Linked DNA regions of Mus musculus: all the other regions are linked to region 3. The links are chromatin contacts, called in public Hi-C maps. All regions are on one chromosome and are shown on one strand. Each heading gives the region's core, a stretch centred on a gene start, on an enhancer-like site or on the middle of the called end of the contact. The rest is flanking DNA. Distances are from core to core; before and after follow the strand shown.

Region 1 (4,674 bases), core at 1,888-4,387, 180 kb after region 3:
TTGGACTTGAGTTTTGTGCAGGGTGATAGATATGGATCTATTTGCATTCTTCTGCCTGCAGGCATCCAAGTTAGACCAGCACCATTTGTTGAAGAGACTTTCTTTTTCCATTGTATGGTTTTGGCTTCTTTGTCAAAAATGATGTCTGTGGGTGTTTGTATTTATTTCTGGGTCTTTAATTCTATTCCGTTGATCAGTCTGTTCTTATGGGAATACCATGTGATTTTTATTACTATTGCTATGTAGTATAGCTTGATATCAGGGATGGTGATACCTCCAGAAGTTCTTTTTTTTGTACAGGATTGTTCTAGCTATCCTAGTTTGTTTGTTTGTTTTTTATATCAAATTGAGAATTGCTCTTCCAAGGTCTGTAAAGAATTGTGTTGAAATTTTTTATGGGAATTACATTAAATCTTTAGATTGCTTTTGGTAAAATGGCCATTTTTACTATGATAAACCTACTATTCATGAGCATGGGAGATCTTTCCATCTCCTGAGGTCTTCAATTGTTTTCTTCAGAGACTTGAAGTTCTTGTTGTACAGATTTTTCAGTTGCTTGGTTAGAGTTACGCCAAGATATTTTATATCATGAAGGGTATTGTTTTCTAATTTCTTTCATATCCTGTTTATCATTTGTATAAAGGAAGACCACTGATTTTTTTAAGTTACTTTTGTATCCAGCCACTTTGCAGAAGGAGTTATCAACTGAAGGAGTTCTCCGGTAGAACTTTGGGAGTCACTTATGTATACTATCATATACTTTAAATAGTGATACCTTGACTTCTTCCTTTCCAATCTTAATCACTTGATCTCCTTTGTTTGTCTTATTGCTTCATGTACTACATTGAAGAGACAGGGAGAGGGTGGACAGCCTCATCTCATCCCCAATTTAGTGGAAATGCTTCGAGTTTCTCAATTTAATTTGATGTTGGTTATCAGCTTGCTGTATATTGCCTTTACTATGTTTATGTATAGACCTTGTATCCTCCATCTCTCCAAGACTTTATCATGAAGGGATGTTGAATTTTGTCAAAGGTTTTCTTACAGCATCTAAGGAGACAGTCCTATGGGTTTTCCCTCTGTTTGTTTTTATATGGATTACATTGATGGATTTCCTAACCATTCCTACATCCCTGGGATGAACTCTACTCGATTGTGGTGGAGGAGGTTTTTAATGTGTTTCTAAATTCAGTTTGAGTACTTTATTGAGTATTTTGTATCAATGTTCATAAGAGATATCGGTCTAAAGTTCTCTTTATTTGCTCAGTCTTCGTGTTGTTTAGGTATCAGGGTGGCCATGGCCTTTTAGGATGAGTTTGGCAATGCTCCTTCTGTTTCTATTTTGTGGGATAGTTTGAGGACTAATATAACATTAGCTCTTCTTTGAAGATAAGGGAGAATTATGTGCTAAAACCATATCGCCGTGGCCTGTTTTGTTTGTTTGGGAGACTTAATGATTATTTCTATTTCCTTAGGGGTTATAGGATTATTTAAAGAGTTTGCCAGGTCTTTACCTAACTTTAGTAAGTGGAATTTATCAAGAAAATCATCCATTTCATTTAGATCCATTTCATTTTGTGGAGTAAAGGCTTTTGAAGTAAAACCTAGTGATTCTTTGGGTTTCCTTGGTGTCTGTTTTATGTCCCCCTTTTCATTTCTGATTTTGTTAATTTAGATCTCTGCCTTTTAGTTGGTTTGGCTAAGGGTTTGTTTATCTGGTTGATTTTCTCAAAGAACTAGCTATTGGTTTCGTTGATTCTTTATATTGTTCTCATTGTTTCTAATTATTGATTTCAGCTTTTAGTTTGATTATTTTCTGTCCTCTACTTCTCTTGTGTGTGCTGGCTTCTTTTTGTTTTAGAGATTTCAGGTGTGCTTTTAAATTGCTAGTATGAGATTGTTCCAATTTCTTTATGGAGGCCCCTAGTGCTATGAACTTTTCCTCTTAGCACTGCTTTCATTGTGACCCATAAGTTGGATTTGTTGTGCCTTCATTTTCAATGAATTCTAGAAACTCTTTAGTTCCTTTATTTTTTCCCTGAAGCAGTGGCCATTGAGTGAAGAGTTGTTCAGTTTCTATGAGTTTGCAGATGTTCTGTTGTTTTTGTTGTTGTTGAAGTCCATCTTTCATCCATGGTAGTCTGATAACATACAAGGGGTTATTTCAATTTCCTTCTATCTGTTGAGGCTTGTAGCTCACCTCTCCCTGACAGTACCCCAGGTGGACCTGGTAGTGAGGGGATCACATGCACACAATTTACATTTGGCAGGTACCATGTTGTTAGGATGAAAAGAACAACAAGCTTTTCGTTGGCACAAGAAGATCCACAAAAGTCCCATTGGTGCAAACAAGATAAGGCAGGCGGCCCAAGGAGATGTCAGCTTCCTGCAGTCAGGGAACTAACTGGTGCTACAAACCAAGGGTTTACTTTGAATCTTTCTACTTTTAATTAAAACATTATTTCCTCAAATAAAATAACATAATTTTTCTTGTAATGATTTTCTGTGTATTACATGAAAAGTACCTAATATATTTTATGAAAGAAAAAAGTAGCCTTCCCTGTGTATCATAGCACTGGGCCTTTTATTTATCGTGTATTTTAGTATGTTGGTCTTAAATTAAATTAAGCAACTCAAAACAAGGTTTGTTTTGTGGAGCATAGGAACAAGATCATTTTAAGATTATATTTCGGCTAAACATGTTGAAAAATAACTGTCAGAACACATGAGCGATGAGAGAAGACAGTGGGTCAGCAGCCTTGGTCCCCTTCCTCAGAAGACTGGCCTGCAAATCAGTCCCAGCAGTTTCCGGGCTTCTGCCCAGGCTCACAGCCATTCACTATGTGTTCCCACCTCATGCTGCCTCCTTTCAGCCACACCATGAAACCCCTGAGTGTGCCTCATTCCATAAGCCCAGTGCTACTTGCACCTAAAATATCCCCTCTTCCTTGCTCAGATCAACCTTTTGTGTCTCTTGTTCTGGCTGACTCGGGCTTTCTGATTCACATGCAAGAAAGCAAGACATTTTGGCTTGGCAGTAATAAAGTTGTGGTGTTTCTAGCTCCATCCATTGTCTGCACCGAGTGGCCTTGTCTGAAGCTGATTGTTTATGTTCCACAAGAGAACCCAGGGGCCAGCTGCCGGGCTCCACCAGCTGCTTATGTCAGGGACTGCCCCTGCCTCTCCTGAGAAGGAGGAGAGAAAGCTTGGGAGCAGTCATTCACTTTCAGGTTTCAGGCTTCACAAGTCCTTTGAAATCAGGGGTTCTGGTTGGAACTGTGCTGGTGTGACCTCCTCTTACGGAAGCTGGCAGAAGCTGTACTCAGCAGTCAGAGTGGGAAGACTCCAGCAAGCAAGGTCCACTGATGTGAGACAGTGGGTGCGAGCTGTGCAGGGTGCGAGCTGTGCAGGGTGGCGAGGGTGTGAATAATTCTTTTCTTCTTAAGCTTGCCTGGTTTGTTGTTGTTGTTGTTGTTGTTGTTTTGTTGTTGTTGTTGTTGTTGTTGTTGTTGTTGTTTTGTTTTGTTTTGTTTTGTTTTTTTAATTTTACAATGAAATTAAGTTGAGTGGCACAAATAACACAAATTCTTCCTATCCCCAAATTACAACTGTGCATTTTACCTTTTGAAGAGGGAGGGGACCTTTGCTGAGGTGGTGAACTAAATTATTTCTCAAGAGTGGAAGATAAACGCAGAGTGCCCACGTCTCCCTCATATGAGGACTCTCCTGACTCCTGATAGGATCTGTCTCTGTCCTATCCTAATTATCTGTCGAATGCTCATTCCCCCACCTGGGAGCTTTTGGAAAGAGGAATCAAGCCTTAATTTGTTTTTCTTTAACACATAATAAGCTTGAGTTAAAGCATGCACTTAATAAATGATGAAGAATCAACTTGAAGGATTTACTGTTGACAACTCACTGCCTCTCCTTTTCCCTTCCAATATTTCCCATGGGGCACAGTGGGGCAGCCTGGCTGGCACAAAACCGTGAACCCCATACTGATGTTGATTGTAAAATGTATTAAAACTCTGTGAGTTAGGACTGGGAGATGGCTTAGTCAGAAGTGTGCCTGCCATGCAAGCGAGCAGACCTAAGTTCAGATCTCCAGGACTCAGGTAACAGATGTGGCATGCATTTCACCTACAGCGCCAGGGTGGCCCAGGACAGAGAATGGGAATCCCGAGAGCTACTTGGCCCTCCAGCCTATTTGAATCACTGAGCTTCAAGTTCAGTGAGAGATCTTATCTTCAAAGACTGCTGACATTGACTTCTGGCCAGTATACCCATGTATACACATGTGCATGCACACTCACATGTTCACATGTTCAAATGCATGTGTACACACACACACACAGAGCCTCACCATACTCACAAATAGATAAATATGTACTATTTAAATACATAAATAAAACTGAAATTCTGAAAATCGTTCACAGATTTTCATTTTGATTAGTGAATAGCATTAGGTCACACATCGGTATTTTTAAATTCATCTTAAATTCTGAGGTTCTAGAAGTAGCAATAAACAATCTACAGATGGGTTCTTCTGACAGTCATGGTACAAACAGGGGGCAAAGGTGTCCTCTTCATGCTGGAGCTACTGCTGTGTGGGGTGTGGGGTGGGTGTGGGTGGAGGACGGGGGCTGTATACTCACAGTTGCTTTAAAGTGGAAG
Region 2 (4,442 bases), core at 1,606-4,105, 220 kb after region 3:
ATTCTCACCTGAGGAATACCAAATGGCTGAGAAGCAGCTGAAAAAATGTTCAGCATCCTTAATTATCAGGGAAATGCAAATCAAAACAACCCTGAAATTCCACCTCCTACCAGCCAGAATGGCTAAGATCAAAAATTCAGGTGACAGCAGATGCTGGCAAGGATGTGGAGAAAGAGGAACACTCCTCCATTGCTAGTGGGATTGCAAGCTTGTACAACCACTCTGGAAATCAGTCTGGCGGTTCCTCAGAAAATTGGACGTAGTACTACCGGAGGATCCCGCAATACCTCTCCTGGGCATATATCCAGAAGATGTTCCAACTGGTAAGAAGGACACATGCTCCACTATGTTCATAGCAGCCTTACCTATAATAGCCAGAAGCTGGAAAGAACCCAGATGCCCCTCAACAGAGGAATAGATACAGAAAATGTGGTACATTTACCCAATGGAGTACTACTCAGCTATTAAAAAGAATGAATTTATGAAATTCCTAAGCAAATGGATGGACCTGGAGGACAACATCCTGAGTGAGGTAACCCAATCACAAAGGAACTCACATGATATGTGCTCACTGATAAGTGGATATTAGCCCAGAAACATAGAATACCCAAGATACAAGATACAATTTGCAAAACACATGAAACCCAGCTCTTTCTTTAGATGAATGGAAATCACTCACCAAATGAAGATTGAAGGTAACATAGTGTGGGCTGTGGAGGTGGTGGCTCAGTGGGTAAACCCTTTGTGATTTGGTCCTTACATCAGAACTCTCATTTAAAACGCAGAACAGGCAGCCACTTACAATCCCAGCACTCAGAAGGCAGAGATAAGAGATCATTCCCCATGGTTAGCTGGCTAGGCCACCTAGACCAGCAGGAACTGGCATACTCTGCATTCAGGAAGAGATCATGCCTCCCATGCCTCCATAAATACAGTGGAAAGCAAGCAAAGAGGACACCAGCATGAACTTCAGTCCTCCATGTGCACATTCATCTACATGTGCATAAACACACACACACACACACACACACACACACACACACACACAAAAGCAGACAAACAGAAACAGATGGTATAGCTTGAGTAGATCTGACTTAGTATTGTGTCGTTCTTAGCTCCAAAGCCAGGGATACACAAATAGAGATTTCCTGCCAGAGTGACAGGTAATGAGTCCAGTGGCATCAAGATATGTGTTAAGCTGGTGTGATGCAGACTTTCACGACACAAGTGGTTTTCAGAGAGACGATCTGAGGATGTCAATGAATGGAGATGATCTAGAAGAAAACTAGGAATTACCAATAAAAATGGCATCTACTGGGTCAGGGTTAGGGTTAGGAGTAGGCAGAAATATACTCATGTGCTCAACAGGATGGAGTTATTGAACTCATTTAGAATCTGTGGTTTGTTGGAAATTCATTAAATTACTTACCTTTTTAAATTTGACTTTATTGATGATAAATGTCTGGGGATCTTGTTTTTGTTTTTTGTATTGGATGGTTGTGTGTCTGGAGGCCATTGTGTTTTATATTGGGGAGTTGTATATATGTGCTGTTATATTGGGAGGTTGTGAGTGTGTGAGTGTGTTTTATGTTAGAGGAATGTGAGTCTGTGTTTGTATTGCTTTTGGTTTGATTTAATAGTGTCAAAACATGGGGAATATCATCAGATCATAAATGCTTTATATTTAGATACTAGTATGTGGAAGAACTCAGGCCTGAGTTGCTTTCTGTACAACACATAGCAAAGTACCTTTGACATAAACAAGAGCTGCCTACTTTCTATGGCCATACTTTGAAAACTAGCAACCAGAACAATCCAACCTTTGAGGTGCTCCTAGCTCAACAGAAAGCTATGAAAAAAAGAAGAGAAATGTGGCTTCATATTTTTATTAAATAAAGAAATAAAATGCCACGTGTGTGAGAGATTACAGTTTGTATGGCGCAGGGAAGCTGTTCATTTCCCCCCTGAGCCCAATTCATAAACATCTTAATTACGCAGGACCTGATTCAGTAGGTAGATTTCCTCGGTTCTTTTAGAGCAGGGAATTGAGAGGGAGGAGCTGAGTCTTGGGTGCCTCTGTGTGAATTACTGCTCCTTTCCCGCACGAACTTACTGAAGTTATGTACTGTAGCTTAAATTAGAGTCTGTGCTTTGCCGGCTCTGCTCTCCGTGTGAAGTAAGACCTTGGAGAGGTGATTACCAAATAGGAAAACCTTGTCTGGAGCACGGTGATCTGTGTCCCAATAAAATCTCTCGGAAGCTGAGCTCAAAACAAATGTAAATAAAAGTTGGAATTTGGGGAATGTGTAATAGCAGAATTAATTTACTGCTTATGCTTTCTGAAGTTGAAGTTCAATACATGTTTTTATTATAAAATTCTCAGGTATAATATACATTAAAAATAATTTTATGACTTGATTTTTATACCTCTAAGGATATATGTTAACACATACAAATCTAAATATGTACATATAGAATACTTCTGTAGTACCTTAATTTAATGAATAACTGTGTGGAGCTGATTTTGGCCCTGGAAAGCCTGCTCTTTCATCACAGGAGTGGCCTGTGCTTTCGTATGGCAGATATAGCATAAAAGATGAGTTTAAATTAAATAAGTACAGAAAGATGAACGTCATCTAAATTCAAGTAAAGATTATGTCTTTTCTCCTGAAGAATTCACTTTGTCATTGATCTGATGGTCCTTACATAATAGACCTCAGCAGTTCATTCCTAGCCACGCCCTGCTATTGTTTACCACGCCCTGCTATTGTTTACCACGCCCTGCTAGTGTTTACCATGCCCTGCTAGTGTTTACCAGGGGGTTTCCTCATAGAGTGGGAGGTTGGTCATCAGTACTGACAGTGTCTCGCCAGCACTCTTTGTTGCTTAGATGATCACCAGGGACTGGCAGTGTCCATCTCTCTGTGTAAATGGGAACTAGATGCCCGGGAACTAGATTGAGCTTAACTCATAGCTGAGGAATGTGACTGAGTGGTGCGTCCATCATACATAGGATCCCACCCATTCTGCTGGCTGTGCCAGTGGAATAGGCTGAGGGAAATGAAGGGACAGTTCAGATCTTAATGGGAACCAGCGATCTCCCGTCCCCTGTTGATTAACCAAGGGACTTGATAGACAACCCTTCTATCACAGAGAAGCTCTTTGGGAAGTTTTCTATAACGGTGTACTGTACCCGTAATCACTTGAGAAAAACAAAATTTATGATGTGCCCCAGATTTTTTTTTAAATTATCAAATCAAATATATGTATCAGAAGATTAAATGCTACCCCTTAAATGATTACCAAATACTTTGGGCAAGAGGAGTTTCTTTGTGAAAACAAAGCAAGTTGGATGGTGCACAGCAACGATGTTTACATGACTCAGAGCAGAAGAAACTAAAAATGCATCCTAGCAGAGCATCCAGGAGAGAGGGAGGTCCAGGGAGGGAGACTGACAGAAGCAAGAGTGGCACCAGAGCTTAGTGCCAGCACCACCCTTAAAAGGCTTTTACCTTGCAGGCCATTCAGAGAGCTGAGACCAAGATCAAAGCCAAAAAAAAAAAAAAAAAAAGGCTGATGATATTCAAGGCAAGGCACATATCTGATCCCCCCAGAGTAAAGATTGGTACTTTGGGGGCAGGCACTTGAGCACTGAGGCATTGATTATACTGGTCCAGGGAAAAGAAGAAATTTGCAAACCTGATGTATTTTGCATTTCTTGTCCATGAGTTTCCTTATCACAGTCTCTGGCAAAAATCTCTTTTCCCCCATGGAGGGGAATTGGGAAAAAGTTGCTACTTGGAAAGGCTTGGGGGAGGTCACAGCATTTGTGACATATACAAATTGCAAATGAATCAATGTGCCTCTTCCTATGAGAGGTGGGGTGGTTACAATGAAGAAAATAGGGATAGGGCTGAAAGAGAGACAGGCACCAAAGGGGAGAACAGCTGTTCATTTCCTACCCTGTGGTCACTGTCCATCTGCTGTAAGCTGGAAGAGGTCCCCTAGCGAGGTTCTAACCAGGAAGGGGAATGAGATATGAATAGGTCAGACACCATCACATTTCTGTGCAATGAGCACAGATCCTGCTCCCTGACAGACTCAACCCCAAGCAGAAGTCATTGCTCCATGGTGTCTTCATTTTAAGAATAAACAGATACCAAACAGAAAATGAACCACTTGCTCTTAAAATATGGTTAAAAAAAATTTAAAAACAAAAACAAAAAAACATGGTTTTAATACCTACAGAATACTTCTGAGGGGTCATTAATTTGAATATTCTATTTTGTCTACTCTAACCCTTAATATCAGTTTGAGTAAATTCTTAAAATTAATCTTCCCATGTATAATAGTTCTTTTTATAATATTATGTCTCCTCAATTATAAATTATACTGTAAACTATAAACATATCAAGCTTTCACCCAGGAGTATGTTTAGTGAG
Region 3 (4,945 bases), core at 605-3,104:
CTTTTGCCTAACATTTACCTCCATTGGAAGTAATTTTCTCCTACTGTTTGAATTTACCCTCTCCCAGCACTAGATTCTGAGTTCCATGTGGTCCAGCACATGTCGGCTACAGCTCAGAGCATGGCATCCAGCCATTTGGTGTATAGGAGGTAGTTGGCAAATGTAACTGAATGGCTAGACCTCACATTGGCCTTTTCTCTTCTGTATATGACAGTGCTGTAAGTCTGCATTGATTCAATACCTGCTAGCCATATGTAGCTGTGGGTTATTTTAAAATGTGGTTAATGTGACTGAAGAATTTGAATTTGAATGTAAACAGCTGCTCTGGCCAAGCTTTATCATAATGGCTGCTGCAGCTAAACCGAAGCTAATCTAGGCTGGAGGAGGAGGCAGGTGTCTCCTGGGCCTGCCCAAAGTAGGTGGTCCGGTCGTGCTGGTTTCCTCCCGAGCTCGAGCTCGGGCTGTAGACAGTGGCAGGCCAGGCATCTTTAGAGTCAGCCTTCGTCTTACTTGGGGCAAGCTATTCTGATTTCTCCCCTGTGAAATGGGGGAAGTTTTGCTTCTTCCGGTGGTGGTGTTAGGATTACATTAGGCTAATGATCTACAAGCCTGTGCAGCCTGCATGGCACTTTGCTCTAGTGTAATATTAGTCGCGTGTATGAATATGTGTGCTGTTGAACTTTGGGAGGATTGGAAGTAATGGAGACCAACAGGCAGTTAGGTCCTTCCTATCTGCTGAAACTGTGAATGTGGCAGAAAAAAAAAAATCTTTTGCAATGAAATTACCACAGAGGTCTCCCTTTGGATCTTGCCTTCTGACGCCCTTCTCCCAAACTCAGGCAAAGACTACCATTTCTGACATTACAGTTTCCTGGTTTCTTTACAAGCAAGGCTTATTTTGGCTTGGTGCTGAGCCTGGAGAAATGCATTAAAACCTGGCAGCTCTGTTCTCCCGTCTCTGGGTGCCTCGGGGCTCCTGCCAGCGGTGCTCGGTTAAAAAACGTGCTTCTGGATGGTTTCACTTGCCCGCAGTCCTGCGTGAGATAGCTCATTAACGCCGGTTTCATTGCTGCTGCCAGCCACTCCTCTGCATGCCTTCCCCTCCCCCACCCCAGTGACAGTGGTCATGCATGACATGTAGAAGTAATAAACTCGGACCTAAAATTTACTACCCCCATCTCCGTCCGAGGAATCCCCTAGCAACGCGTAAATACAGAGTCCGGCGAAGCTCGCCTGTCGGGTCCCCTCACCACAATCCCCACGGCCGAGAAGCCCGACGATCTGGCCCCGCACCACTCCAGGTGGCAATCGCACCGTCACCCAATCTCCCTTTCAGCCTGGCTGCCACTGAAGACCCGGGCCGGGGCAGCGACGGGGCCGCGAGGCCTGACTGGAAAGGGCTCGCGCGCGCGGGGCACCGTCGCGGTTGGGGCCACTGACGGGAGGGTCCCCAGGACAAGCGCTGGCCGTGGGGACTGGGGGGCGGCGGGCCCCGAGGGGCGAGGGTTGCAGCCGGCGTAGACAAAGAACAGCGCGGTCCCCGCCGCCCTCGGCTTCCCCGCGCGTCCTCGCAGAACGGGCAGCCGTGAGCCCGGGGCTCCGGTTCCCCGGGGCAGCCCGTCGGTCTCTGGCCGCTCTCGTTCGCGCAGCGGCCGAGCAGCCCTGCCCTTCCGGGCGGAGCGGGCCGTGGGCGGGAGGCGCGCGTGTGCTCCGGGCACAGCCCGAGGTGCGGGCAAGCCCGAGGGGGCGGGGACGGGCGCGGGGGCGGGGGCGCGGCTGGGACACGTGTGGCGGCGGCGGGGGAGGGGGCGGCGCCCGGGGCTTTAAGAAGGTGCGGAGGGGGCGGGCACTTTCCCAAGCCCGGCCGAGGGGCGTCGCGTGCACACCGGCGGCGGCGGCGCTCGGAGGCGGACGACGCGCTCTCGGCGCCCGCGGCCCCGGTTCCCCCCGCGCTCTCGCTCCGGCGGCCCAAAGTAACTTCGGGAGCCTCGGTCTCCCGCTAACTTCCCCCCGCGGGCTCGGTTGCCCGGACCCGCTCGGCTCGAGCCCGCCGCCGGCTCGCCTTCCCCGCACGCGGCTCCTCCGTGCCGGTGCCTCCGAAAGTGGATGAGAGAGCGCGCGGGGCGCGCGGCGGCACGGAGCGCGGCGGCATGGAGCGCGGCTGCTGGGCGCCGCGGGCTCTCGTCCTGGCCGTGCTGCTGCTGCTGGCGACGCTGAGGGCGCGCGCGGCCACCGGCTACTACCCGCGCTTCTCGCCTTTCTTTTTCCTGTGCACCCACCACGGGGAGCTGGAAGGGGATGGGGAGCAGGGCGAGGTGCTCATTTCCCTGCACATTGCGGGCAACCCCACCTACTACGTACCGGGACAGGAATACCATGGTAGGTACCACCACGGCATCCCTACGGCGCCACGGTGGCCCGCGAGCGCATCTTTCCATCCTTTTCCTTCTTCCCAGGGGCCAGCCGGCCGGAGACCGGGACAACCTCCTACCTCAGCGGGGTGCGCTGCCTGGGGAGAGAGAACAAAGTTAGTGGAGAATGGAGTCCTGAGTTGGGATTTCAACTGTCCCCTAACACATAAACTGGTGCTTATGTGACAGGCCACACAAGCTTTTGGTACTGCTGTCCCCCACCCCTTCACTCCCTGCAGCTGCCGAACCTGCGCATCGTGTTTTCCTAACCCCAGTACTTAGATACCAGACTTTTGTCCTGTTCTGGGTCCTCCTTGGTGGGTCCCCAGGTGGCGCTGGGGTTGTCACTGGGTTTTGCCGGCCAGCTGCCGACAGATTGGAGCACTTTGGTCGGTGGCTGCCCATGCCGGCGGCCAGTTAAAAGTTCCCGCTGCTCTGCAGCCAGGAGTCCCTAGTGATCTGTCCTCAAGAAACAGAGCGGCTGTTTCCAACCCTTTATTCTTTTAAAGAGTCGTTTAAAATATCAGTGATTGATGATTTCTGTCATCCCCTTCATACTTTTAGCTTGGTGCTTGCTGTTGTTAGCATTGTCTGGGCGATGCTTACTAATCACTTGTATCTGCACAGCTTTAAGTCCCTGGCAGGACCTACAAGCTTCTCCCCACAAAGGCGATCCCTCTCCTAAGGGATCAGTATGCAATCCTTCATCGAGGTGAAACATTACTGCAAAGTTGAATTTTAGCAACAAGAAGAGTAATTTAATGTAGTATGCAGTCCTTCATCGAGGTTAAAACATTACTCAAAAATAAAAATTAGCTACAAGAAGAGCAATTTAGTGTAGTCCATATACTTTTAATCAAGTGAAATATGTGGGAGATAAACCATGTGTACTTTCTGTCTTCATTCTGGGACTTCTTAATGATAGGAAATGTTAAATTGGAAAATTTCCATAAAATATTTATACCCAATGACATAAACTATCATTGAGTGAACTCATGCCATCCCAAGGGTGCTGTCTGTAATAGGCTACAGGTGTTGACAGAGCAGAAGGTGGCTGGCATTTCACATAGATTTGGGAGTGAAAATTTTGTAAAAATGCTAAAGAGTTTTCTGTTTCAGTAAAACCTTCCTACCCACCTCCAAATGGCTTTGGCTGAGTCTGTTCATCCTAGATATTTACACCAGTGGCTTTAACAACTTCCTCAGAGGGGTGGCAGCCTTGTTCCTGCAATTTCATAATTTAATTTTAGGAAATCAATTTCTGTAACTAGTCCTTTAAATAAAAGGGTTTGCTTGTACGTGTTCCCTTCCCAACAGTTATCTGGTGCTTTTTCTGAGATCATGGAAATCTTTGCAGTGAAAGGAACGCCAGTGTGGTGACCACCCAGACCTAACCTACAGACTGACTGAGACAGTGGTCACTTGGCGTGCCCCTTAGCAGACGTGTAGCTGGTTATCTGTGAGAGCCGCTAGTCGGTGAGTGAGTGAATGCTGGTCTAAAAGGTGCTCCTGTCAAGCTGTGAGGGGTGTCTCTGATGACAGAGCCGCATCAGCCCCCACCACACAGACCCTTTGTACATCACTGCTGAAGGGAGTATCAGTGAGACTGAGAATAACCATCTACAGCTTTTGGGTTTGCTGTAAAGTTGGCAGATGAACCACAGCCTGACTGCAGTCATGTCACTAAGCCTGAAAAGAGGGGAATGAATGCATTCTTTCAGACTGGACATTGTAGGGAACAGGTCCCCAGAACCTCTCTTATGCCACCAGAAAAGATGGAGGGATTTTATCATGTAACTTGAAAGGTCAAATTATTAGAGTAATGCCATTTTAAATTCCTATTAAATATTGTATCAAAGTTTAAGCTTTGGGAACCAGCTGTATAACTCTAGGCCTTCAGTGTTTTTCCTATAAAATGCTCTACAGGTAGGAGAAATGCTTAAAACTGAAATTATACATATATGTGGCTTTTTAATTATTAAACCTTTGGAAATGAAAAAAATAGCATCTGTAAGAATTGACTCACTATAGGAAAACATAATAAATACATTTGTGGTTGACTCATTTTGATGAATGTTGAAAGCAGGAGGAGGTCATTTGATCAAAAGCCTACTTACGTAAGGAAATCTGTAAAATATGGGCTTGGGAATCTCTTTCTAGCCTTCTAAACCTTTTAAATGCAGCACTCATGTCAGGAAAAACGAGTTTGTCTTAGATTTCCATCAAGCTCGGGGATTTGGATGAATGGCATTTGGGTGGAGAGCTGGTAGTTTTGAGGTTTTTTTTTCCTTTTTCTTTCCCCCTTACGACTGTGTTGAGATAGAGCTGGTGAGTAGAACGGCACCCACCATAGACGGTTAATGGCGATGTCAGCTCCTCTCTGAGGCTTGGGCTGTGTGGCAGTGTATAATACAAGTGGTCCAAAGTCACACATTCTTGTATGAATTATATTTATTTAAAGATCTCTGTGGAAAGTCTTTGAGTAATACAGTGCTAAAGAGTCTAAGCCTGTGATAGAAATGTCAAGATTTCTA
Region 4 (4,913 bases), core at 485-2,984, 250 kb after region 3:
GGTAGTGTGTGTTTCACAATCTCCCCCCAGTGAGGTTTATTTGTATAGTAATTAATATGGAATAGCATCAGTGAAATGTGGACATGAGCCAGGTCACTGGAACAACAGTGGCAATAACATAGAAACACCTAATTTTGATAAATTCGACAGAAGATAAGCATTCAGACAAATCCCCAGAGCCTCGTGTTCCTTTTGTGTTTGTCTTGTTTTGTTTGGGATTGAAACTGACAATTCTAATTGCTGATTAGGCTAACACAGTATTCAATAAGGAAATTTTATCTTTCCCCTGTATGGTAACTTCTCCATCATCTTTGTATGAGTCACAACTCCTAACAAAATAACTTGTGTGGTAGCAGGATTAAATAATTAAAGAAATGGAACAAAAATGAAGGAAAGAGTCGTATGTGTGGATTCCTAATATTGCTATCTTTAAATATATTCCCTATGGTCTCTCATCTATTCCTTATAATTACCCCCATTTCGAAGATGAGGAAGCAGGAGCTCCAACATCTCAAAAGGCTTGAAGTTGTGAAGCCAATCCTGTTTTATTATGATCTTGGCTTTTCCATGCCATGCTATGCTGTAGCCTCCTGCGTTGTGCCTGGCATCCTGTCCTTAATTTGAGAAGACAAGTACGAAAACCTAACACTGTGAAAATCAAGATCACCAAAGAGGAGGCTAACAACTGTCGGTGGAATTTCACATGGTTATCCCTCCTCTGGTTACTCCAGTTCCAATCTGTCACTATTTCCATTTCAGAGCTGATAGTATTGCGAAGTAATTATACACTTGTCACAAAGTATACCAAAAGTTGAACCTTTGTAAATCCTAGTGCAGTGTGGTTCAACTGTGAATGTTTAATGATCCCAGAAAATAATGAGAAAAAAACCCCACTCTTTAAGCTCCCTAAAATCCACACGCCAGGGTTGACTCTATTGTGTTGAGTAAAGGAAATGCTCTCCTGCACCTGGACTCTATTCACAGCCAAATTTGCAGGTTTGTAACTGGCATTCAATTACCTAGAAATCAAATGTGTGGAAAAATAATAGAAATTTATTTTGTCTCATGAGAAAAAATAATTGTTTTCTTCTTATTAGGAATTCTTTCTATTTGGGGGGATGAAGTCTGAATCTTTAAAAAAACACTGAACCCAAAGGAAGAAAATATGTGATAAAGTTATAGCATCTATGTAACAAAAGGCTTTGGAAACACAATGTGCAGGCCAGCCCGTCAGCTCCCACCACACAGCACCTCTTACTTTCATACGCAAGTTCATATGCCAGTATATTTTATTCCCAGCCAGACAGTGGCTAATTTACGGCTCTGCCAACAATGCCATTTTAATTAATTTTATTCATCTTATTTCTCTTTCCTCTGTTCCTCATATCTCATCTGTTTGCATTGCCTAGATTTTAATTAAAAATCTTCTCCTCTCTAAGGAGCAATCTGAAGTGGCAAAAATAATCACTTAAAATATTACAGTCATTAAAAAATTGGCTGTGGTGGAAGCCATGCATTTTCAATTTTCCTACAAATGATGTTTTAGCTTCCTTTTAAAGCACACTTTGTATCTGAATTGTCTGCCACCAGCCAGCTTGGCTATCAAAAATGGTCTTCCAGCTGGGTGGGCTGAGTGACAACTTCTTAATGGAGGAAATGGATGGCTCTCTGCTCATGTGGAGGGAACAACGCACCAGGCAGATTTCTTTCCATCTGCCACTGGCCCTCTACAAGCTGGCGTTGCCCCGACGCCCAGCGGACCCCTCTCAGCAAAGAGGGCATTGTCAAGAAGTGAGTTGTAAGGCTGTAGCCCCTAAAAGAATCATCAGGGTAGTCCGGCCCTAGAGAGATAATATTAAGAGTTGCTCTGGTGTTCTTTCTGAAGGCCTAATTAAACAACAGTGGAGGTGATTTAAGTACTTTTTACAAGTACAGAGGTGAAGTCATTAACCTTTCCCGCACAGTAGAGGGAGCAAGCTTAGAAAATGCTAACCTGAATTGTGGCCAAGGACATGTTATATTGAGGAATTTGCACTGATGTTTCCTGTTGATGTTTTTCTGAACGGCAATTTTTTGTCCTTTAGTTACACTGTGTTCTGCTTGTCAAATAAAGGAAATCCATTTAACAGCAAATGGAGAAATACTGTTTTATTGACTGGAAAAAAAACACATTAAAGACATGGGGATATCAAAGTTAGAGATCTGTTGTACTTAAGTATTTGTGGCTTACCAATGCCAAACTAATGAAACAAGTAATTAAAGCAATAATTGATGGCACATTGGAAGGTCTAAATCAGAAAAATAGAACTAGCCATAGACTTTATGCCTTGTGTAGCCCAAATACATGTTCAGCTACCTTATGTTTGTTTATTGAAATTGTTTAGGTTTTTAATTGTTAATTCCTACAAGTGAAGTGAGTTTGAATTGCTGTTGAACAAAAACAGCTGGGTATTAAAATTGAGAACAATTTTCTGAAACTCTTCATAGTTTCAGTAAATGCTGCACTTGAGTTTTTAGCATACTGGATTTTGGTGTCATTTAATGCAAGTTCTTCTGTTAAGAAAAATGACATTTGTCATCCCCTATCCTTGAGTTTATATCTGTTAGGAGAATATTTGGTAATTGTCCAAAATGTGGAGGGCTTTTAAACTAATTGATGATTTTATCTGCTATAATAATGTGTGAAGGTTTGCAGTATTTTTTTTATTATATTTTATTGTAAGGCCTATTCTTGTACAATTTTCTAAAGGTTTTAATTCAATCTGAGGAATTTTAATAACCATTATAGTGAGAAACAAAAACTGTATTTATTCTATTTCCCTACCAGTTACTGCTAAGACTGAAATACATTAGTGCATGTCTTTTAAGAGCACATGTTCAGAGATATTATTGATATTTGGAAATTTTAAAAGAACTGCTTTGAATCACTGAACTTCTCACAAACTATCAAGAGAGCAGGTATTATTGACTCCATTCTTTATTCATTGTGCAAAGCTGAGGTCTTCAGAGACACAGTGGCTTGTGTCAGCCCTTGGCCGTCAGGTAGAGGAAGTGTGCCTTCCAACCCCAACCTCCAGAACCCATGAGGATGCGTACAGACTGGAGCTTTCTTTCTTTATCACCTTGGTTGTTTATGGTTCCCACTAGTATGTTCTTCCAGCCTTGACTTCCTTGATCCTTCATTAATTGAGTCAGGTTGGAGGGAGAAGTTCACACAGCCCTTAAGCAAGCAGACCCAGGATTCTCTGCAGAGATGTAGAAAGAAACACATAATAAGCTCAGGAATTGTCTCCCATGGAGTCATCTAGGCTTCAGTTCTTAGTTTGGAGAGTTTCTAGGAACCCAGGTTGACTTCAAAACATTGCTTTTCAGTGGCTCAAACTCCCCTTGTAATCAATTTCAAGATCGTCAAATAAGGACACAACACTAGCCTGGTTCCCTACCCAGGACTCATATACACAAGCCTGTATATGACCAACTTCTTAGAAGGAAGGGTGCTCAGTATGTTATTGTCTCAGGTAACTTAGGAATTCACCACTTGGCATAACCATAAGGACATTGGCTCGTTTGAGAGAGTAGAGATGAGTTTACTATTTAAAGCTGGCAGGATTATTCCAAGGCCAAGACTAGAAGCTGACATACAGAGCTTTCTCCTCTGTTTGAACTGAGTTCTGGTGTTGAGTATTGTTACCTACTGAGAACTGATTGGTTACCTACTCTGTGAATTGGTTAGAAGAAAACAAAAGAGATTTGAAAACTTCATCAAAATGATACCATTCTGTCTCTCACAAAAACTTTTTGAAGACACATTAAGATCTTGGTCCGAGACCCGCTGAACTTAGGAAATTAGTCTGAACAGGTGAGAGGGTGCGCCAGAGAACCTGACAGCTTCTGGAACAGGCAGAAGCACAGAGGGGCTGAGGCAGCACCCTGTGTGGGCCGGGGACAGCCGGCCACCTTCCGGACCGGAGGACAGGTGCCCGCCCGGCTGGGGAGGCGGCCTAAGCCACAGCAGCAGCGGTCGCCATCTTGGTCCGAGACCCGCCGAACTTAGGAAATTAGTCTGAACAGGTGAGAGGGTGCGCCAGAGAACCTGACAGCTTCTGGAACAGGCAGAAGCACAGAGGCGCTGAGGCAGCACCCTGTGTGGGCCGGGGACAGCCGGCCACCTTCCGGACCGGAGGACAGGTGCCCGCCCGGCTGGGGAGGCGGCCTAAGCCACAGCAGCAGCGGTCGCCATCTTGGTCCCGGGACTCCAAGGAACTTAGGAATTTAGTCTGCTTAGGTGAGAGTCTGTACCACCTGGGAACTGCCAAAGCAACACAGTGTCTGAGAAAGGTCCTGTTTTGGGCCTTCTTCTTCGGCCAGGAGGAGGTCCAAATACAAGATATCTGCGCACCTTCCCTGTAAGAGAGCTTGCCAGCAGAGAGTGCTCTGAGCACTGAAACTCAGAGGAGAGAATCTGTCTCCCAGGTCTGCTGATAGACGGTAACAGAATCACCAGAAGAACAATCTCTAAACAGAGTCAACTGTAACTACTAACTCCAGAGATTACCAGATGGCGAAAGGTAAACGGAGGAATCTTACTAACAGGAACCAAGACCACTCACCATCACCAGAACCCAGCACACCCACTTCGCCCAGTCCAGGGAACCCCAACACACCTGAGAACCTAGACCTAGATTTAAAAGCATATCTCATGATGATGGTAGAGGACATCAAGAAGGACTTTAATAAATCACTTAAAGAAATACAGGAGAACACTGCTAAAGAGTTACAAGTCCTTAAAGAAAAACAGGAAAACACAATCAAACAGGTAGAAGTCCTTACAGAAAAAGAGGAAAAAACATACAAACAGGTGATGGAAATGAACAAAACCATACTAGACCTAAAAAGGGAAGTAGACACAATAA
Region 5 (4,389 bases), core at 1,071-3,570, 140 kb before region 3:
GAACTCTAACCCGGGTCCTCTGCAAGAGCACTGTGTGCTCTTAACCCAGTCCTAAAAATCTTTCAGAAGAAGAAATTACATAGTATGATTTGCTTTCTTAGGAATGGCTTACTGACAAAGTAGACACACAGAATACAGTGAATTGTCTATAAATGAATTTTTTTAATTGCTTAAGGTGTTTAAATCATATCATTTATTCTATTAGTATTTTGTTGTATAAACTATGCCATAATAACACAAATTTTTACTGAGACAAAGAGTCCTATCACAAAGTAATCTGTTTTCATTTGTTTGGGCAAACATTTTTCAATGTTTACTGCCACAAAACTGTGACTCTGTGTCCTCCCTGTGTGTTCTTGACTCTGTTCTCTGTGCATTCCTAGTCTTGTAGATGTGTCGTCACACTGATTATTTAGCCTCCCATGCAGTAGTCCATTGAATAATATGCTTTGGAATATACAAATTCTCCTATGTTTGGTGTTAGTTGTTTTTTGTTGGTTTTTTTTTTTTTTAACTTCTTCAGGACTTTTTGTTTTCACTAAGGACAAAACAAAAAAACCAAACCAAAAACAAACAAATAAGCAAAAGTAAGGCATTAAATCGATTTTACTTTGTTGACCATTCAAAGCCATCAGGGGAATGTATTCAGAGAGTTGTACAAATACACCTTTCCACTTCCTCATGGATGAGAAAGTCTAGCCTGCTATTTCTGGTTTCCCTCAAGACAATTCATAAGTCAGGTTACTAACTGTAAGGTATTTTAAGATCATTACTATAGGGACTTCACTGGCAGTAGGTTTGAGAGGTAAGTGAAAGGACCATGTTGTGACATTATAGCCACATTATAGCCTTGTGCCTGAGAGGACTTAATTGAAATGATCACTGTTTTGCTGCTTAGAAAGGTTCCGTATTTCTCAGGGAGGCACTTGTTATAGTAAATGTATTCTTCACTGTTGGGTATCTCGGTAGCCAGAGCATCTCACAAATGGAGCTATTTTTAAATGTGTTTCAAAATCTTTATAATTCCCTAGCCATATATTTAAAAAATATTTGGCTTGTCAGTCATTTGTGTAGAAACTTTTTTAGAAAGTATATAACAAAATGATAGACAAAAAGAATACTAATGATCGTTTAATAAGTAAGAATGTGCAATTAGTGACTTGAAAAGGCTGTTCTCAAGCGGATGATTATTCTTGCAGAACTGAATACTTAGGGCTTTAATTTTATACTTATTGCTAGATCATTATATCTAATTATTTTGAACATTTATTCAAATAATAAACCTCCAAGTCTGAATATTTATAGTGAAGAATGAGTTTGGAGAAAGGAAAATAATTATATGTCTCTTCCTCTGTTATTTTATAATGCCTGCCATCAGAGTATAAAAATATACATCTACATCGTCTGTTGTACCATATTCTTGGATCATACAGATTTAGTTGAAATGCGCATACAGGTCAGCCGCTGCTAAAAGACTGAAGATAATGAAAGCTACAAATGAGGACAGATGAGCTGTGCATGATGTGGTGATAAAACAGGTGTTTGGGAAGATAAACAATGTTCTGAAGCAAACAAGATTTAAATACTTCTGCATCTCTAATTACTTCATCCTGATTATTAGGCAGAAAGCAAGTAGTTTTCAAATAAAGTCTAAACTTTGTACCGTATAGTTCACACACAAAGTGTTGAGAGGCTCTGACTTTGTGTTTGTCTTAAGTACTTTATGAATGGCTCAAAACGGTTTAAAAGTTGTGTTTGTAAGTTACATTTAAAACAAAATGAGTTCTAGTGCATCTGACAGCATTGTCCAGTTGTAGTTTGCTTTGCAGTCATTCAGAGCTGAGCAGTCGAGACGGGAGGCTAACATGCTATCTGTTTTTGTTTCTAGGATGGTGAACTTTGACATAATAAAATACTTGTATGATTTCTTGTGAAAACAAGCCTCAAAGCCATATGGACACTGTGACAATGACTAAGCCAAGCTGTGTTCATCCAAATACTCAGCTGGCCGGGGAAAGGAGTTCTTTGGCTGGATTGGATTTGTCCAAACAGGTGCTGGCCCAGCATGGAATCCGATGAAAACCCTCTGATTGGTCTGGGTAGCTGTGAGCAGAAGACGGTTTACCAGGGGCCCAGGAGTATTTGGAAGCAACGTGTTAATTATAAACAGCAGGGTTTGAGCACAATCTGTTCTACTCTTAATGATGTTATCTTAACACTGAAATTGCCTGAAACCCATTTACTTAGGACTGTGTTTTGCTCTATGAACTATCCCCTGCGCTTTGAACGTGCCAGCAGCCCTTGTTTATTTGCCCAGCCTTTTCACTTCCTCTCCACAGGAGTCTCTGCTGGCTCTTGCCAAAGCAGATTTCCTAAGGCCACTATTTTAAAAGATCATAGTTGCTAAAGTATGTGCTGTGTATGTTTATCTTCTTACCTAGTTTTCTCAAAACCTGGCAGCTTGTTCATTGTGCACACAGCAGCTTCATGTCTAACTCTGCTTGCTAACCTGACAGTACTGGTCACTCCCAGTTCACCAACGTATTGTGTTCCTTCCTTCCATTTTTCTTTTGAGTTGATGAATTTTGAGAGCGCCACAATAAAATTCTTCCTCTTACATTAGCTGTGTTCTTTGGTTCTGACCACCTTACTTGTTCATATTTTCTAAATAGTTTCCTGTTACCACTGAATACTTGAAAACTGAATGGGTTTAAAGAGTTTAATTATAATTTAGTTTAAATTTTGGAGATATTTTACTCTTTCATTCCATTTTATGAAGAAAAATTCTCACAGTCAGCATTCCTAGGTACGAAGTCTTTTCATGTGGTGATTTTCTGACCCTTTCTTCTTCAAAAATAACAAGTTAATTTCTGTCTCTTAATTTGAGGTAAGGAATACAAAGAGGAATAAAATTGTGTTTTGTCTCCTGAGTAAAATGGGAACTTTACAGTCAGGAGGCCAGCACCACAGCCAGTGAGCATGTTTCTTCCTGCCCTTCACAGCATGTTTGGTGAAGACAGTGCCCAGGAAGAGCTGAGCACAGGACAGAATCACACTTGGGTTTCCACATGCAGAGCTCTGTGGAGAGGAGACAGGCCTGTAGGTTGCCGTTGGGAGCAGTGCCTCCTGGGATATGAGATTTTGGCTCCTACTGTTTTGCTACACAGGTGCTGAGTCATGGTTCAGGCTGAAGTGTGAGGTAGAAACTGACACCAGAAATTGGCAGCTGAGAAACTGAAGATAGGAAGAGAAGGGGGCAGAGTTTCTAGTGTCCACACCATTGCTCCTCAGGGCAGCTGGTTACCTGCCTCCTGTATAGCACATTTTCTGTCCTGAACCATATCACACCATATTACTAGCCCTGGAAATAGCTTCCCTCAACAATACTCTAATTACATTTTCCCTGCCCTATGTGGGCCTTCAGAAGTTTGCTGTTTTGTAATTTACTTTCTAATAGCTTTGCTAAATGACTCAGTAATATGATCAATTTATTTAAATGAAGACTAATAGAGCTTAATATACATATTAGCATTTTAACAAGGGTCATCTGCAAATTAAATCTTCTCTTTAGAAGACATATTTCTCCAATTAGAGGAAGAAATCTAACACTGAGAATCATGCTAGCTGGTAAGGCAGCTATCTCTGTTAAGGGGGCAGCTTATACTTTGTACTCTACCTTGATCTGAAAGAAGTGGAGGTGGGAATGGTGACTGTGGGCTTTTAGGTTTTCTTATGTAAATCTTCCACTTTACACATTTCTTAATTTACCAAGAGCCAGACCACACAGCTAAAGGCCACCCTCCTCTCTTCCTTCCTTGTCATTTCAACCCATGACCAGCCTTCATAAATGAGGGCATTCTTTTTCAACAACTCTGGAAAGGCCAGTGGCATACCAAGCCACACTGCAATAAACCTGAAAGTCATAGAAGGACCAAGTCTCCATAAGGCAGCAGGTAGGACTTGCTCCGAAGACATGGAGTCAGGCAACTGTGAGTGGGGGTCGGGGAGAACAGCCAAATCACTGTTCTTTGTGGCCCTAACCACATTATTTAACCTTTTTGCACCTCTTAGTTTTTCATTGCTGTGCTTGGGATAAGTGTCACAGCTTTCATTAAAAGCTTAGTCACCAGCCTGGAGCACTATTGCAAGGTAGTGGGACCTGTAACCTCCAGCAGAGTGGGAAGAAGTTAGGTCACTGGAAGTGTGGCCTTGAAGGTGACGCTGGGACTGTGCTGCCTTCTCTGTCTTTGCATCTTGGTTGTCATGAATGAGCAGCTTCCTTCAGCACAAATGCCCTTCTGTAGTATGATGCTCAGCCACAAATTCCCCAAACAGTTAGGCTAATGGCTTGAACTCTGAGCCCAGACTCTCAAAGTAAGCTACAATAAG

What was found. Hi-C and Micro-C count contacts between places; a contact is called where the count stands out from the background.
Region 1: a contact with region 3 is called in a Hi-C map of nephron progenitors, with 2.3 times the contacts expected there. The contact joins the enhancer-like site here to the promoter of Reln in region 3. A contact is called at or near these places in 8 of 39 promoter capture datasets (the 3T3-L1 cell line, cranial neural crest, embryonic stem cells and 3 more), 2 of 484 Hi-C or Micro-C datasets (embryonic stem cells and nephron progenitors) and 3 of 115 datasets of contacts at active chromatin or transcription factors (embryonic forebrain, neural progenitor cells and neural tube).
Region 2: a contact with region 3 is called in a Hi-C map of cerebellum, with 2.3 times the contacts expected there. The contact joins the enhancer-like site here to the promoter of Reln in region 3. A contact is called at or near these places in 14 of 39 promoter capture datasets (3T3-L1-derived adipocytes, the HPC-7 cell line, cranial neural crest and 8 more), 2 of 484 Hi-C or Micro-C datasets (cerebellum and nephron progenitors) and 2 of 115 datasets of contacts at active chromatin or transcription factors (forebrain and stem cell-derived neural progenitor cells).
Region 4: a Hi-C map of cerebellum shows a contact between it and region 3, with 2.6 times the contacts expected there. The contact joins the enhancer-like site here to the promoter of Reln in region 3. A contact is called at or near these places in 10 of 39 promoter capture datasets (3T3-L1-derived adipocytes, the HPC-7 cell line, cranial neural crest and 7 more), 4 of 484 Hi-C or Micro-C datasets (brain, cerebellar granule neurons, cerebellum and 1 more) and 2 of 115 datasets of contacts at active chromatin or transcription factors (SST interneurons and forebrain).
Region 5: a contact with region 3 is called in a Hi-C map of cerebellum, with 3 times the contacts expected there. The contact joins the enhancer-like site here to the promoter of Reln in region 3. A contact is called at or near these places in 6 of 39 promoter capture datasets (cranial neural crest, embryonic stem cells, liver and 1 more), 1 of 15 datasets of contacts at CTCF or cohesin (the G1E-ER4 cell line), 10 of 484 Hi-C or Micro-C datasets (brain, cerebellar granule neurons, cerebellum and 3 more), 2 of 115 datasets of contacts at active chromatin or transcription factors (embryonic forebrain and fetal liver) and 1 of 9 other capture datasets (adipose tissue).

What each region holds. Positions count from the first base shown.
Region 1 is chr5:22,162,939-22,167,612 of GRCm38.p6, reverse strand. The region is part of intron 4 of Reln (reelin); the gene reads left to right. Among named protein-coding and RNA genes, the nearest start is that of Reln, 180 kb to the left of the region's middle. Within about 2 kb of position 3,137, at least 22 of the 459 cell types and tissues checked have an H3K27ac peak or open chromatin away from gene starts, as enhancers often do. A contact at or near this core is called in nephron progenitors, neural progenitor cells and neural tube, where this site is marked.
Region 2 is chr5:22,119,039-22,123,480 of GRCm38.p6, reverse strand. All of the region lies in intron 8 of Reln (reelin), which reads left to right. Among named protein-coding and RNA genes, the nearest start is that of Reln, 220 kb to the left of the region's middle. Within about 2 kb of position 2,855, at least 11 of the 459 cell types and tissues checked have an H3K27ac peak or open chromatin away from gene starts, as enhancers often do. A contact at or near this core is called in cerebellum, where this site is marked.
Region 3 is chr5:22,341,614-22,346,558 of GRCm38.p6, reverse strand. It overlaps Reln (reelin), which reads left to right and starts at 1,854. Exons shown (of 65, transcript NM_011261.2): 1 at 1,854-2,379. The coding sequence starts at 2,151.
Region 4 is chr5:22,090,117-22,095,029 of GRCm38.p6, reverse strand. The region is part of intron 10 of Reln (reelin); the gene reads left to right. Among named protein-coding and RNA genes, the nearest start is that of Slc26a5, 230 kb to the right of the region's middle. Within about 2 kb of position 1,734, at least 14 of the 459 cell types and tissues checked have an H3K27ac peak or open chromatin away from gene starts, as enhancers often do. A contact at or near this core is called in cerebellar granule neurons and cerebellum, where this site is marked.
Region 5 is chr5:22,484,717-22,489,105 of GRCm38.p6, reverse strand. Orc5 (origin recognition complex, subunit 5) reads left to right here. Exons shown (of 14, transcript NM_011959.3): 14 at 1,889-2,626. The coding sequence ends at 1,934. Among named protein-coding and RNA genes, the nearest start is that of Gm22887, 48 kb to the left of the region's middle. Within about 2 kb of position 2,320, at least 30 of the 459 cell types and tissues checked have an H3K27ac peak or open chromatin away from gene starts, as enhancers often do. A contact at or near this core is called in the G1E-ER4 cell line, adipose tissue, cerebellar granule neurons and 2 more, where this site is marked.